Regions from separate parts of the Gossypium hirsutum genome. Here region 2 is linked to region 1. Evidence: chromatin contacts called from public Hi-C data. All regions are on one chromosome and are shown on one strand. Each heading gives the region's core, a stretch centred on a gene start, on an enhancer-like site or on the middle of the called end of the contact. The rest is flanking DNA. Distances are from core to core; before and after follow the strand shown. Region 1 has its middle 5.2 kb from the start of LOC107941179. Region 2 holds the start of LOC107925771 (UPF0481 protein At3g47200).

Region 1 (6,788 bases), core at 2,329-4,828:
ATGTTTCAATGATAATAAAAAATGTCAGACAAAATTCTCACAAAAAACAAGAGTTTACAAAACGACTGGTAAACAACACTTACTTTGGTTGATGTATGGCATAATAAGTCTGCAAAGCACCAAGCAAAACTGCAGTAATGGCACCCAGAAATGCCAAAAACGTCCAAGGACTCCTAAAATAAGTATGATAACCTTGAGCTGCATGCTTAATCCACATTTTCTTACAATGATTATGTATTTTCGGATTAATCCCACAGTAAATCATCGGAGTAGGAACCAAATCAGTGTTTATCTTATTGAAAAGCTTAGCCACTTCTTCATCACTCCCCAATCCGTTGTATAGTATGCCGGCGTCTCTCAGGTCTTTACCATCTTCGGCTTCATTGATCAATAAATCAAGGAAACACATATATGAAGTGACAGTGAAATCGTTTTTGAAATCTGTACGCATTCTGTAAGCTATCAAGTTCATGGTTGAATCATCGACGGTGATCGGCGGTAAACATAATTTTCTGACCAAGAATATACGGTTGAAACGGATGTCAGTTAACAACTTGTTTCGCTTGCTTTTAACCATATCCCGTCCATTTTAAGCTCTTTTATGTTACCAATGGTGTGTGAATGGCACCATTTTGTTCTTGTTTGCTTGCTGTTGGTAGATCCAGCGTGAGCAGACAACTCCTACATGGTTTTTCTTATTTTTTTCTTTGTCGAAAAGGAGTCTTACTCGTAGGAATTCAGTAGGTGAATTGGATTTTGCAGCTTCCACCATTTTCTAGAGCCAAATCTGTGTCAAGTTATCAATTTATAAGTTTAATTGTTTCGATGTATTCATATTGGTTGATAAAATAAATTATTAAAAAATTTTGATATTATTATTTGATTCAATTAGTTTTTTTATTTTTTTGACAATTTAACTTGTTCATATAGATTATTAAGTCAATCGATTTAATGACTTTCTTTAAATTCATACCTCAATTAATTTTCAATCCAACATAATCCGAGCAACATTTGGTAAAATATAATTTTTATTTTATCATTTTGAAAAGTATATAATCCAAACAACATTTGGTAAAATATAATTTTTATTTTATCATTTTGAAAAGTATATAATCCAAACAACATTTGGTAAAATATAATTTTTATTTTACCATTTTGAAAAGTTAGATTTGAAATTGCACACTCAACAGGATCAATACAAAGGGGCAGGCGGGGTCGTTGTCAAAAATAGAAAATTATATTTTACTCCTTTTAAAATTATTAAATTATAAATTTATATAATAAAATTACACTTTAACTCTTCAAAGTATAAAAAAATATGTTCGACCACATAAAAAAAATTAAGAATTAGACCAAACTTGTTGATCAAACTAGTTGGATAGAGAATTAAGTAGAGGTACTCATGGGTTGGGTCGAACCCAATAAAAGATTTAGGCCAGAGCTCAGCTCACCCGTATTAATTTTTTAATTTTTTTAAATATTTTTATATAATTTTTAAATATATATAATACATCAAAAATACTAAAAACATTAAAATAAATATTTCCTAACAAATTGAAAAATTTTTTAAAAAATATGTATACTTAAATAACACTAAGGTAGACATTGAAATGGTAGTAAAATAGGAAGAAAACAACAAGAAACTAGCATTAAAACAATAAAAATAATTTTTTTTGTCCTTTTGTGAATTTGGCAGGGGCAGGGCCAAAAATATCTTACCTGAGACCCGGCCTGTTTTTAAAACGAAATTTTTTTTGCCCAAGTCCATTTTTCATGTCTATATTTTTACTCAAACCCTTCAATTTTTTTACTCAAACCCTCAAATTTTTTCGAGCTGGCCAAGTGACCCAACGCATAAGCAGGTCTAGAATCAAGCAAGATACTGATCCAGAAGAAAGGATTGACCAATTGAATCGAATAGTAAAATCGATTTTTTTATATTTTTAATATATCTTTAATATTTTTTAAAATTCTATATAATTTAAACGAATTAACTATTCAACCGAAAATGAGAATCTAATCGATTCCATCACCTAATTATAAAATTCTTAAACACTTATAAACTCCACAAAATGATTTTTTTTAAATGCCTTAAATTATCTGTCCCGCTGATGTGATTGTCGCTCTTGAGAAAGAATTGTATGAAACAGTGACGCCACGTCATCTGTATCCCTTTCCAATAGTTTTATGCCACATCAATATTCTTATTTTGAACTTTAGGATTTTATCCTGAATTTTATTATTTTAATTTGGATTTGATTTTTTTTCAGGATAAAATCCTGAAATTCAGGATAAGAGTACTGATATGGCATAAAACTATTGGAAAAGAATACAGATGACGTGGCGTCACTGTTTCATACAATCCTTTCCCGTGGCTCTTTTATCTCGGCTGGGTTGACAACAGTGTCGTTGATGAACCTTTTGATTGAATCCATGAACTTTTTGCCATCCCCCGAGCTTGTAAGCAATTCAAGAACACGAAAAGGTATTTGGTTTTCCAACAAAAACAGATCCGAGTGCACAAATGTCAGCAAATCTTTTTTAATAAACAATTCGTTCGACTTACGATATATAATCTTGGCCGTAACGCATATAAACTGCTTGTAAAATTGCGCAGCCGTCAACGAAGAACATCCAAGCCAGTTTTTCGTTATCGTTACTATACTTCTCTAATTCCTTTGGATCATAGCATTTCTTCTAGCCATCCATCTCTGTCTTCATGTTGTTGTACAAGGTATCCTTATCGACGCCAATTTTTTTGACGAAATGTACTGCTAATTTGAGCTTGAGCTTCTCGGACTCATGGAGGGTGGGATCATCGTGGTGGAATGGGCCGATTGAGATCACTTTCTGCTTGAAATATTTTCGGAAATCTTCGTGACGGCAAAGGGTTGATGGGACTTTTTGTATCAATGGTTTGGCTTTGGGGTTGAGATGGTCGCCGTCGAAAGCTTTGTCTAATGACCGGAGATTCCGTAATTTGCCATTGCTGCGAGTGAAGTCCGTACCTGGTATTGGAATGATCGTCTCTAGGGGACTGTTGCTCGTGTTGTTGTTGATGATTGTTTGATCAATGGAAACTGCTCCACCGGAAGCTCCGACGGCGCCGCCTCCTTCCGTGGACGACATTTTCAGGCTGAGCGGTTCGAAGTAATTAACAAGGTGATTTTGTAAACTGTTTTTGGCTGAGTGAGTGATGTTTGTGAAAAGGTGGCAAAATGGCTACAATGTTTCTATAGCTTATATAATAAACATACAGTAAATATTTTTGTGTAATATCAAATTTAGCCACCAGGATGTAATAGGCCCATTTTGCCTGAGCCCATAAAAAAAACAAGAAAAAAATTAAAAATAAAATATATTTATAAGACCAAACAATAAAAGACCAAATTGTTTATAGGGCCAAAGTCCATTTACAAAACCCAAAACTAAAATGAAAAATAAAAAAATAATACAATAAAAGTTCAATAACTCATGACCCAATTGAATAAATCCTCAAACCCAACAGCCCAAACCCGAGGACCAATACACCCAAAAATAATTTTAGCAGCTTGAGAATGCTAGAATCTTTTGGAATAAACTAGAAGGTTGGCTTCCCACGAGGGTTTCTCATGCATATCTGTTTCCGTACATCCCAGGCGCGCCTCCGTACATCCACGTCAACGGAATCTACAAGAAAGATAAATAAACAGCAAAAGAAGGCACGAGAAAGAGGCTAACAGAATTTACAGTGATTGACAGCAAGAAAATGTAATTTTATTTTGATTTTACTCTGTAAATCCGGCTATAAAAGCCGACGAATGTACCTTCAAAAAAATTTACGCATAATATATGCTTACGCACGCACACTAAATACTAGAAAAAGTGTTTCGAAAGCAAATTTGTAAAGGTAATTTTCAGTTTTCTACTTGCTTTAGTTTTTCGTTGAATCATTTCATTTTCCTTTTCAATCTTTCGTTTTTGTATTTGAAAATAAAAAGGAAAGCGAAGGAAGGGGTCTTACTTTGCAAATTTGCCATGGATTCTTCTTTGCTTCGTCGAAATCGAAGTCAGATGAGGGATCTTGAGGTTGCAAATTGATTTCATGGCTCGAATACTCCTGTTGTCAGCGGCAGCATGCTAGATGAAACCCTAAGGGAATGGGCTGATAGCATAATTTATTTTAAATTGAATGATTTGCTGCGTTTTAAGCAGAAAACAATTGAAAAAAGAGGGTTTAACAGTAGATTCAAAAGCGGCGTCGTTCCAAGGGGGGTAGGATCCGCGCGCTGACCCACTTGGAGACCCGGATCAGCCCTTTTTCGCCTAAAATGGTTTATTTATGTAGAAAGCCCTTCCCCTTCATGCCGTATTGTGATTGGATCCTATTTGTGACTGTTTTGTTTTGGTTTTCTGTTAAATTTTCCCCAAAATTTGTATGACTTTGCATTTTAACCCGTGTCTCAACGCAGTGTTTCAGGATCAGGGATAATTTCAATCGTGGTCCCTGTGAATTCATGCGTGTTATATATGAGTTCTTATTTTATTATAAGTAGTTAATTTATTTTTGTAAATTATCTTTTTTATTTTACTTTGATTTCAATTAGGTAATTTGTTTGGATTCATTTTGTTTTTTTTTTCTTAACATGTATATTATTTGGGAATGTTCATATCAACTGTATCATTTATATTATTGATTGACTTATTTGTTGTAATTTGGGTAATTGTATTTCCACATGTTGCATACTATTTTGTGTAATGTTTTATGCATTATTATACATGTATATACGTACCTTATAATAAAATCAGTTTTATTCTACGAATATTATTAACATTAAATTATTATATACATTTAACTGTTTTTTAAATTTATTCACATATGTATGTTACATATGTATTTGTTGTTTAAAATGAACTCACATGTTTTATACATTATTTAATTTCTAACTATTCGTATACAAAAATATAGGTATAGATATTAAATTTATATACATTACTAAATACTAGTATTTTATACATATAATTTCTTTTAGATCTATTCACATATTTTATTATATATCTTTATTATTTAAAGGAAAAATCCCACATATTTTATGTATTATTTAAGTTATTATTAAATATATATTTAGTATTTATATTTAATCTACATACATTATCAAAGCCATGTTATTTTTATATAGTTTTTTTTAATAAATTTATATCTAATTGTTTTTTAGGTTTTATTAAATGTATAATTTATGATAAAATTAAGTTAATTTTATAATTCATATTTTTATTCCAAGTTATTTTTTAATTATTTATAAAGTGTCTTCATATATATATATAACCCATATTAAAATATTTTACTATAGTCCACATTATTGATTTCATATTAATATTTCTTTTATGTATATATATTTGTCTTTAAAATTATTTATGTGTATAATGCACCCCTTTTAAGAATTATATTTTAAATCATATAATTTATTTATTGTATATACCTTCATATTTTATAATCCTTATGTACATATTATTTACATATACCATCCATACAAAACCAATTTGTTACATGTAAAGTTATGTTATATATTATTTGTTTCAAAATTCCCTTTATAAATATAGTTTCATAAATATACATTATTAAATTTATGTATTTTGTAAATATAGTTTTTTATCTTTTAGTGTATATGATTATATTTTTTAAAATTCGTTACATGTATAATTTATATATTTACTTAATTTTTCATATATTATTAATTTCATGCTATTTTTTTTACAAATAATTATTTCCAAGTTTATTTATATATACATGTTTTATGAATTTATTATGTACATTATATCCTATCATGTGTTTTATTTTCTTTTATATTTTATATGTTATTTAAGCTACCATGCCTATTGTCAATTTTTAAAATTTGTTTTTAAAATATTTTGCATATTATTCGATTCAAATGTTTTATCCTACAATATTTATTTCAAATAATTATATATCCCTAGCTTTCATACAAACTTGTTAACTTATGTTATGTGTTAATTAAGCCATCATTATTTTGAAAATGTCCTATATTATATTGACTTCTAAATCCATTTTATTTTGTACATATTTTGTGGATCCTTTTATATTGTGCCATGTTAATTGTTGTTGTATATTATTTTTGTAGTGATTGTTCACCATCCATGATTAAGAATTTGGTCACATTTTACTTAGAATAGTTGTACATAATTGTTGGGATTTATTAATTGTGACTTATTGTATCCTATTATTTCATGTTCATTAATCCTTTCCTATGCAAATGTTTCGATACAATGCATTAAGTATTCCATCTATTTTAAAACAAATAAACGTGTTTTGAGTGAATTTCCAATTTTCTTTATTATTCAAAAATTCTGAAATAAGGCAATACCCAATATTTGGGAATTCAGAAAATCGTGCTCAATCGTGCTGGGTATGATTTTTTCGGTGAACTAAATATTTGGATAACATTTTATAATTTTAGTGTACGAGTTTTCAAAAGTCAAAAATCAATCGTATTTTTAAAGGTATAAAGGATCGTATCCAATCATGCTGGGTATGATACTGCATATCTTTGAAACGAAAGAATTTTGACTGCTAATTTGAACTATTCAAATATTTTAAAAAGAATCATACTTTAAAAAATCTTTTCTTTAAAAAACCTTTTGGTATAAGGATAGCATCAAATCAATTTGGTACCAATTTTTGGGCCTAATGAGGATGCTAACCCTTTCTCATGCGTAACCGACTCCCAAACCCATTTTTTTGATTTTACGTGAACCAAATTTATTTTTAATGGAATAAAATGTTTTAGTAG
Region 2 (6,981 bases), core at 105-2,604, 80 kb after region 1:
TAAAAATAATGTGCATAAGATAGTTAAAAATAATATATATACATGTATAAGATAAAATGTAAAATGTAATATAGCTTGAAAAATATATATGACGTATATGAAGATATAATATTAAAAAGATACGTATACGTAATGTATATACACAATGAAAACATATATATATTATAGTACTAAAATATTTACCTAGTATATACACATTGGGAATAATAATAAAAAACCCATTACGATACTACATAGATATATACCTATATATATATACTAGAGATATATACATACATAAAACATATACTAAGATTGACAACAATAGTAATAAAGATAAAAATATATACATAAAATAGTAATAATATATATATAACTAATAAAAAATAAAAATAAAGAAACATGTATGATATGTATATAAACCTATATGATATATATATTTATATTAGAAATGATAATAAAAAAGGACTATTCGTTCGCGATATAGATACGTACATATATATAAATTTATATAATGGTATTAGAAATATATATAGTAATATTAAAAATATACATATAACAGTTCAAAAGATATATGACTAACAGTATTAAAACATATACATAATAATACACATAAAATATTAAAAGCATATATATATATAATACATATGAAAGAATATATACATGTAAACTATAATGTTAAAATATTTACATAATATATGCATGTTAAAAATAACTAATAATAATATTTCCCAAGTACATAAATATATTAAGTACATATACATACATACATGTACGCAATAAAATATATACTACCACATATACAAAATATAACAAAGATAATAAAAATATAAAGATTATAATGAATAATAATAAACAACAGAAAATGAAAAAACAAATAATTTGAAAGTAAAGCATTAATCTAACAAAGAGGACTCAATCGAATTAAAAAAACAAAGTTTGGGGCTAATTTAAAAGAAAATAAGGGAGGGGAGGACTTTTTAGAATACGCGTGAAACTATGGAGGACCAAATATAAAATTTTCCCAAATCTTTAAAACACATCGCATTAAACGGGACTAAATTGAAAACAAACTATAGAACACGGGATAAATTCTAAAATAAAAACAACAGAGAAGGACTTATTTGAACACGGGCAAAACTAAGGGGGATTAAAAACGAAATATTTCCCACTTTCCAAAACGCTGCGCAATCAGAGGGGTCAAATTGCAAAGTGAAACAAATTATGGGGCCAAATTGAAAATGAGAAAACTTGATTGTAAAACCACAGAAAAGCAGAAGGGCTAAAAGCGCAATTAGCCCTTCCACTTTAAAAAACACGCGGATCCTATCGGAGAGGGTCGGGTCGACCCGACCCGGGGCCCAAAACGGCTCCGTTTTTAGCTTAACTGGTGGGGGACCAAAACGCACCGTTTTTAGCTTCTGATTCTTTGATCTGTGATGTTCTCTTTTGTTTGCTTGAAATATTGTTTGTATTACTATTTCTGTATATTTTGAACTGCCAACTGGTCTTTTCTTTTTTGTATTTTTTAAAGAGCAAAAATCCTTCCTGGTTCCCTTTTTACATACGGCTTTTATAGCCTATTTTACATGCTTTATGATTTCTTCTATTGTCTTCTCCTTGCAGGAGCAGTTGAACGGCGGTGGAGACAGTGGGCAGGTGGTATGGGTGATGGGATAGAAGGTGGTTGGCCGAGGGTCAGGGGTATAGGGGGCACAGAGGGTACAGTGATAGGATTAGGTGGTTTAGGGTTTCAGCTTTCTTAAAACCCTAAATCGGTTAGTTGGGTCTGTTTGGGTTTAGGTGGGTTTTAGGTTAGTGGGCTAGTAGGATTTGGGCTGGTGTTGAGTTAGATTTTAGGGTAAGGGTTTAATGGGTCAACCGGGCTTGGGTCTGGTTGTAAATGGGTTTGGGTAGGTTAATTGGGCTCCCGAGTTTGGAAATGTAAGTGGGTTTTAGTATGTTGGTCAAGGGTAGATAGTTTTTGTAAAATGGGTTAAGGGATTTGTAAAGCGGCCCAAAATTGGCCTGCAACAGGTTGCATGAGCCTTGGCTGCCACAAATTGAAGAAAAAAATTATAAAAGAATTTCAAAACAAGTACACACAACAAAACACTTCAGCATGTAAGGAATTTATATCATAAAGGTAAACGAGTTTAAATTGTTAACTTTTTATGGTCAAATTAGATTGATTAGTTAAATCGACTGGTTCAACTTAAGGACAAAATGTAAGAGGAGACCCCTTCAAAATTTTAGAAAATTATCATTAAATCTTTCAAAATTTTGACATTTTTACTTAGAACTCTTAATTTTTAAAAAATCTTAATTAAGCCTTGTTGAAAATTTCAAAAGTTAACCATTAATTTTATCATAAATTTTGATTAAAGCTCTTAAATTTTATTTTTAAAAGAAAATTTTCATTAAAACACCAAAAATTAAATATATTGAATCGAAAATCCAGGAGTTACAAAATTATCATAAATAACAAGAGTTTACAAAAAGACTAATAAAGAGCACTTACTTTTGTTGATGCATGGCATAATAAGTCTGCAAAGCACTGAGAGTAAGTGCAGCAATGGCACCCAAAAATGCCAAAAATGTCCAAGGACTCCTAAAATAAGTATGATAACCTTGAGCTGCTTGATTAATCCACATATTCTTACAATGATTATATATTTTCTCTTTAACCCCACTGTAAATTATCGGACTAGGAACCAAATCAATGTCCATCTTATTGAATAGCTTAGCCACTTCTTCATCGCTCCCCAGTCTATTGTATAGTATACCGGCATCTTTCAGGTCTTGAACATCTTCGGCTTCATGGATCAATAAATCAAGGAAACACATATAAGAAGTGATGGTGAAATCGTTATCGAAATCCGGACACATTTCGTAAGCTATTAAGTTCATGGTTGGATAATTAACTATGATCGGCGGTAACCATAATTTTCCGAAGAAGAAGATATGGTTGAAACTGATGTCGGTTAAACAACTTGTTTTGCTTGCTTGTAACCGTATCCCGGCCCTTTTAAGCTCTTTTAAGTTACCAAAGGTGTGTGAATGGTGCCGTTTTTTTCTTGCTTCGTTGCAAAATCCTGGTTCAGTGAAAAACCACAAACTCCACCACCATGGTTTTTCTTCTTTGACAAGGAGTCTTTCTCGTAGTAGATTCAATAAGTGAATTCGCTCTCCTTTTTGCTGCTTCCACCACCATTCACTACACCAAAATCTATGTTAGTCGGGTGCCAAGCTATAATTTCTCTTTTCTTTTCTTTCTTTTTATTGAAATTGTTAATTTTTATGAAGTTAGATTTTCAAAATAGATAATCCAACTGATTAAGTTATTTATTTATAAATCTCAATTTATTTGATTTAATTAAATAAATTATTAAAAATTTCGATTCGATAACACGGTTTAATTAACTTTCTTTTACCCTGTTCATATAGATTTTTAAATCGACTGGTCTAATGACTTTCTCCAGATGTTTCAGTTAATTTTCAATTCAAACGGATTGAAACAATATTAGCTGAAATACAATTTTTATTATTGTATTAATGCAGAAATCTTACCATTTTTAAGATATTGAACTTTTCCATTTTGAAAAGTTTTATTTCTAAAAATTGTACACTCAACAGGATAAATGCAAACAGACAGGCAGGGGTCGTTCCCAAGAAATGAAAATTTACATGTTAATCCCTTTAAACATTATTAAATTATAATAAGCCCTCAAATTTAAAAAATAATTAAAAAATAATTGTTCAATTTTTTTTAAAAAAGATAAAATCATAAATTAATACATAAAAAAAATTAAAGATCAGACTATACTTGTTAATTAGGTAGGTTAGATGAAAAATCGAATAAAGTTAGAGTTGACCAATTGAATTAAAAAATGGAATCATTTTTTTTATATTTTTAATATTTTCAAAATTTTATATAATTTAACTGAATGAACTAATCAACTGGAAATGAGAGTCCATCACCCATCTAGTTATAAAAAAACATTTATAAACTCAACAAAAATGATTCTTTATTTAATTCCCTAAATTACCTGTCCTCGCCTGGGTTGATAACATTATCGTCGATGAACCTTCGGATTGCATTCATGAACTTTCCGCCATTTTCTTCCGGGTTTGTAAGCAATTCAAGAACACGAAAAGGTAATTGGTTTTCCAACAAGAACAGATCCGAGTACACAAATGTCAGCATATCGTTTTTAATAAACAATTTACCATCATCATCATCATTACCGTAACGCAAATAAACTGCTTGTAAAATTGCGCAGCCGTCAACGAAGAACATCCAAGCCAGGTCATTGTCGCTATAATTCTCTAATTCCTGTGGATCATAGCATTCCTTCAAGCCATCCAACTCTTTCTTAATGTTTCTGTACAAGGATTCCTTATCGACGCCAATTTTTTTGACGAAATGTGCTGCTAATTTGAGCTTGAGCTCCTTGGATTCAGGGAGGGTGTGATCATCGTGGTGGAGTGGGCCGATTGAGATCACTTTCGGCATGAAATACTTGTTGAAATCTTCGTTACGGCGAAGGGTTGATGGGACTTTAATGGTTTGGCAGTGAAGTTGGGTTGGCCGCCGTAGAAAGCTTTGTCTAATGACCGGAGATTCGCTACTTCGCCATCACTGAGAGGGACGTCCATATCAATGCTCACGGAATCGCTGTTGTCGATGAGAGGGACGTCCATATGTCCATATCAATGCTCACGGAATCGTTGTTGTCGATGATTGTTTGATCAGTGGAAACTGCACCGACGGCGCCGCCTCCTTCCTCCCTGGACGACCTTTTCAGGCTGACCGGTTCGAAGTAATTAACAAGGTGATTTTGAGAACTGGTTTTGGCTGATTGAGTGTTGTTGGAAAAAAGGTTGTAAAATGGCTACATGATGACAAATGTTTCTATAGGGCGAATCTAGGGAAATGTAAATTGTTATTTATGCTCATAATTTTTTTAAAAATTTTAAATTTGTACTTTAACTTCATAAAGTATGAAAATTCAATTTAATTCTTCAAAAATTATAAAAATATAGACTATAAAAAATTAAAATTTCATTCCGTCTATCTTAAAAAATTATTCTAGCTTTGCTCCTACTTACATAATAAACATATGGAAAATAATTTTGGTGTAATTCAAATTTATCCCTTATAGTCAATTTAATTTTCATTTTTTTTTAATTTAATTTTCTATCTTTTGGAAGAGTCGAATTTAACTATCAATTTAAATTAATGTTTTTTTAATGAAAATAGTGACTAAAATATTAAAATTTTAAACATGACAACTCATACGGCAATCCACATCTATATGTTTTTTATTTATTTTTTATTTTTAAATTATTTATTGACGTGACATATAAGAAAAGTATTGTTATGTTAGCATGAAGTGCACATAGATTGTCACATGAGTTGTGACACCAATATCATTAAAAAATTAATATTTTAGTTAGCATATCTGTTAAAGAAAAGCAAATTGACTCTTTTTTGAAAGATTAATGGCTAAATTTAGCTCAAATTAAAAAAAATAAAGGCCAATTTAATTTAAAAAATAAATGTCAAGGGTTAAATTTATCATTTATACAAATATAATATAATTTCAAGTACAAATATATGTCTAGATTAATCTAGAAAAAGCAGACAAACTCCACACGTGCTATACGAATATGATGAGAATGAAACATACACATAAAATAATATTATAGAACCTAAAAACTCAAAAACCTAAAACCTTCCCCTTCACCAAGAAGGTAAGACCCTATGGATAATTTTATATCTACTAACATTTCATGAATTTCATACGCTTAATAACAGTTCTTCAAATATATTCGTTTTTTTATTTTATTATTTAAATTATTTTGACTCACTTTAGTATTTAAATTATCATTATGTTACATGATTTATTTCAAATATTTAAAAAAGTTATATTAATAATTATATATTTTTATAATGAAATTTTAATTAAAAATATTAATTTTATTATTAAATTATAATTTGGTATATTTTGAGATAATGAAATTTTAAGTATTTTAATTTATTTAATCATTATTTTTAAACTCGTTTTTTGTTTTGTTAATATTACATAATCTCAACGTGTATATATATTTAAAGTTGTACTTATTTTTAACGTATGTCAAATATTTGACAACTTTATTAAAGTATGCATTTGAATATTATATATATAAAGGGATGAAGTTAGAAATTTTTTTGAGTTGAAATTAAATTGTATATTTTTACGATAGTAAAAATATAATTTTAATATTTTAATAATTTAAATTTTTATAAATTTTAAAATATTAAATTAAATTTATATTATTTTTAAATGGTGAAGTATAATTTTATCATTACTAATTTAAAATTTTATAAATTATAAAGGGGTCTAAATAATTTATTTTCATTTTAAAGGAGACCAAGATTCTACTAACTCCTGATTTCGCCTCTCTCCATATATTATATTTTATTAATCGATTATACATGTAGACATATTTGTTTTTACTAATACATTTTATTAATAAAATGGATTTTCTTTTTTTTTACTCTTAAGTTATCTTTTTTAACTCCATACAACAAAATTTTTTTGCTCACAATTTAACATATTTTCTTCATTATTTCAGCAATAATACTTTATATTTATCTATATATCAAATATCATGATTCTCTAACATTATTAAGATTAAATAAATAAAATATGTATATATATATTTATAAATAATGTTTTTTTACAAAATTTTAATTGTTTAATCTCAATAATTTTCTTTTGTAACATTAAATCATATAATATATTTAGAATATTAAAAATATATTAGATTTTTATTAATATATACAAACAATAAATTTGTGTATAGCATGAGCAAACAAATTAATTATTAAACTATAATTTGGCTCAAACCAAGTTAATCTTAACTTAAAATTAGGTTAAAGTACTTGGGATTTGGGACTTGGGAGGTCCTTATATTATAAGGATTGGATTAAATTAGTCCTATTATTAAATGGAT

Evidence for each region. Hi-C and Micro-C count contacts between places; a contact is called where the count stands out from the background.
Region 2: a Hi-C map of leaf shows a contact between it and region 1, with 8 times the contacts expected there. The contact joins two enhancer-like sites. A contact is called at or near these places in 10 of 34 Hi-C or Micro-C datasets (callus, fibers, hypocotyl and 2 more).

What each region holds. Positions count from the first base shown.
Region 1 is chrA11:121,378,808-121,385,595 of Gossypium_hirsutum_v2.1, forward strand. No RefSeq gene overlaps it. Among protein-coding and RNA genes, the nearest start is that of LOC107941179, 5.2 kb to the left of the region's middle. Within about 2 kb of position 3,579, at least 9 of the 9 cell types and tissues checked have an H3K27ac peak or open chromatin away from gene starts, as enhancers often do. A contact at or near this core is called in fibers, hypocotyl and leaf, where this site is marked.
Region 2 is chrA11:121,461,082-121,468,062 of Gossypium_hirsutum_v2.1, forward strand. LOC107925771 (UPF0481 protein At3g47200) reads right to left here and starts at 4,922. Exons shown (of 2, transcript XM_041080223.1): 1 at 4,029-4,922; 2 at 2,356-3,196. The coding sequence starts at 4,495. The coding sequence ends at 2,497. Within about 2 kb of position 1,355, at least 7 of the 9 cell types and tissues checked have an H3K27ac peak or open chromatin away from gene starts, as enhancers often do. A contact at or near this core is called in fibers, hypocotyl and leaf, where this site is marked.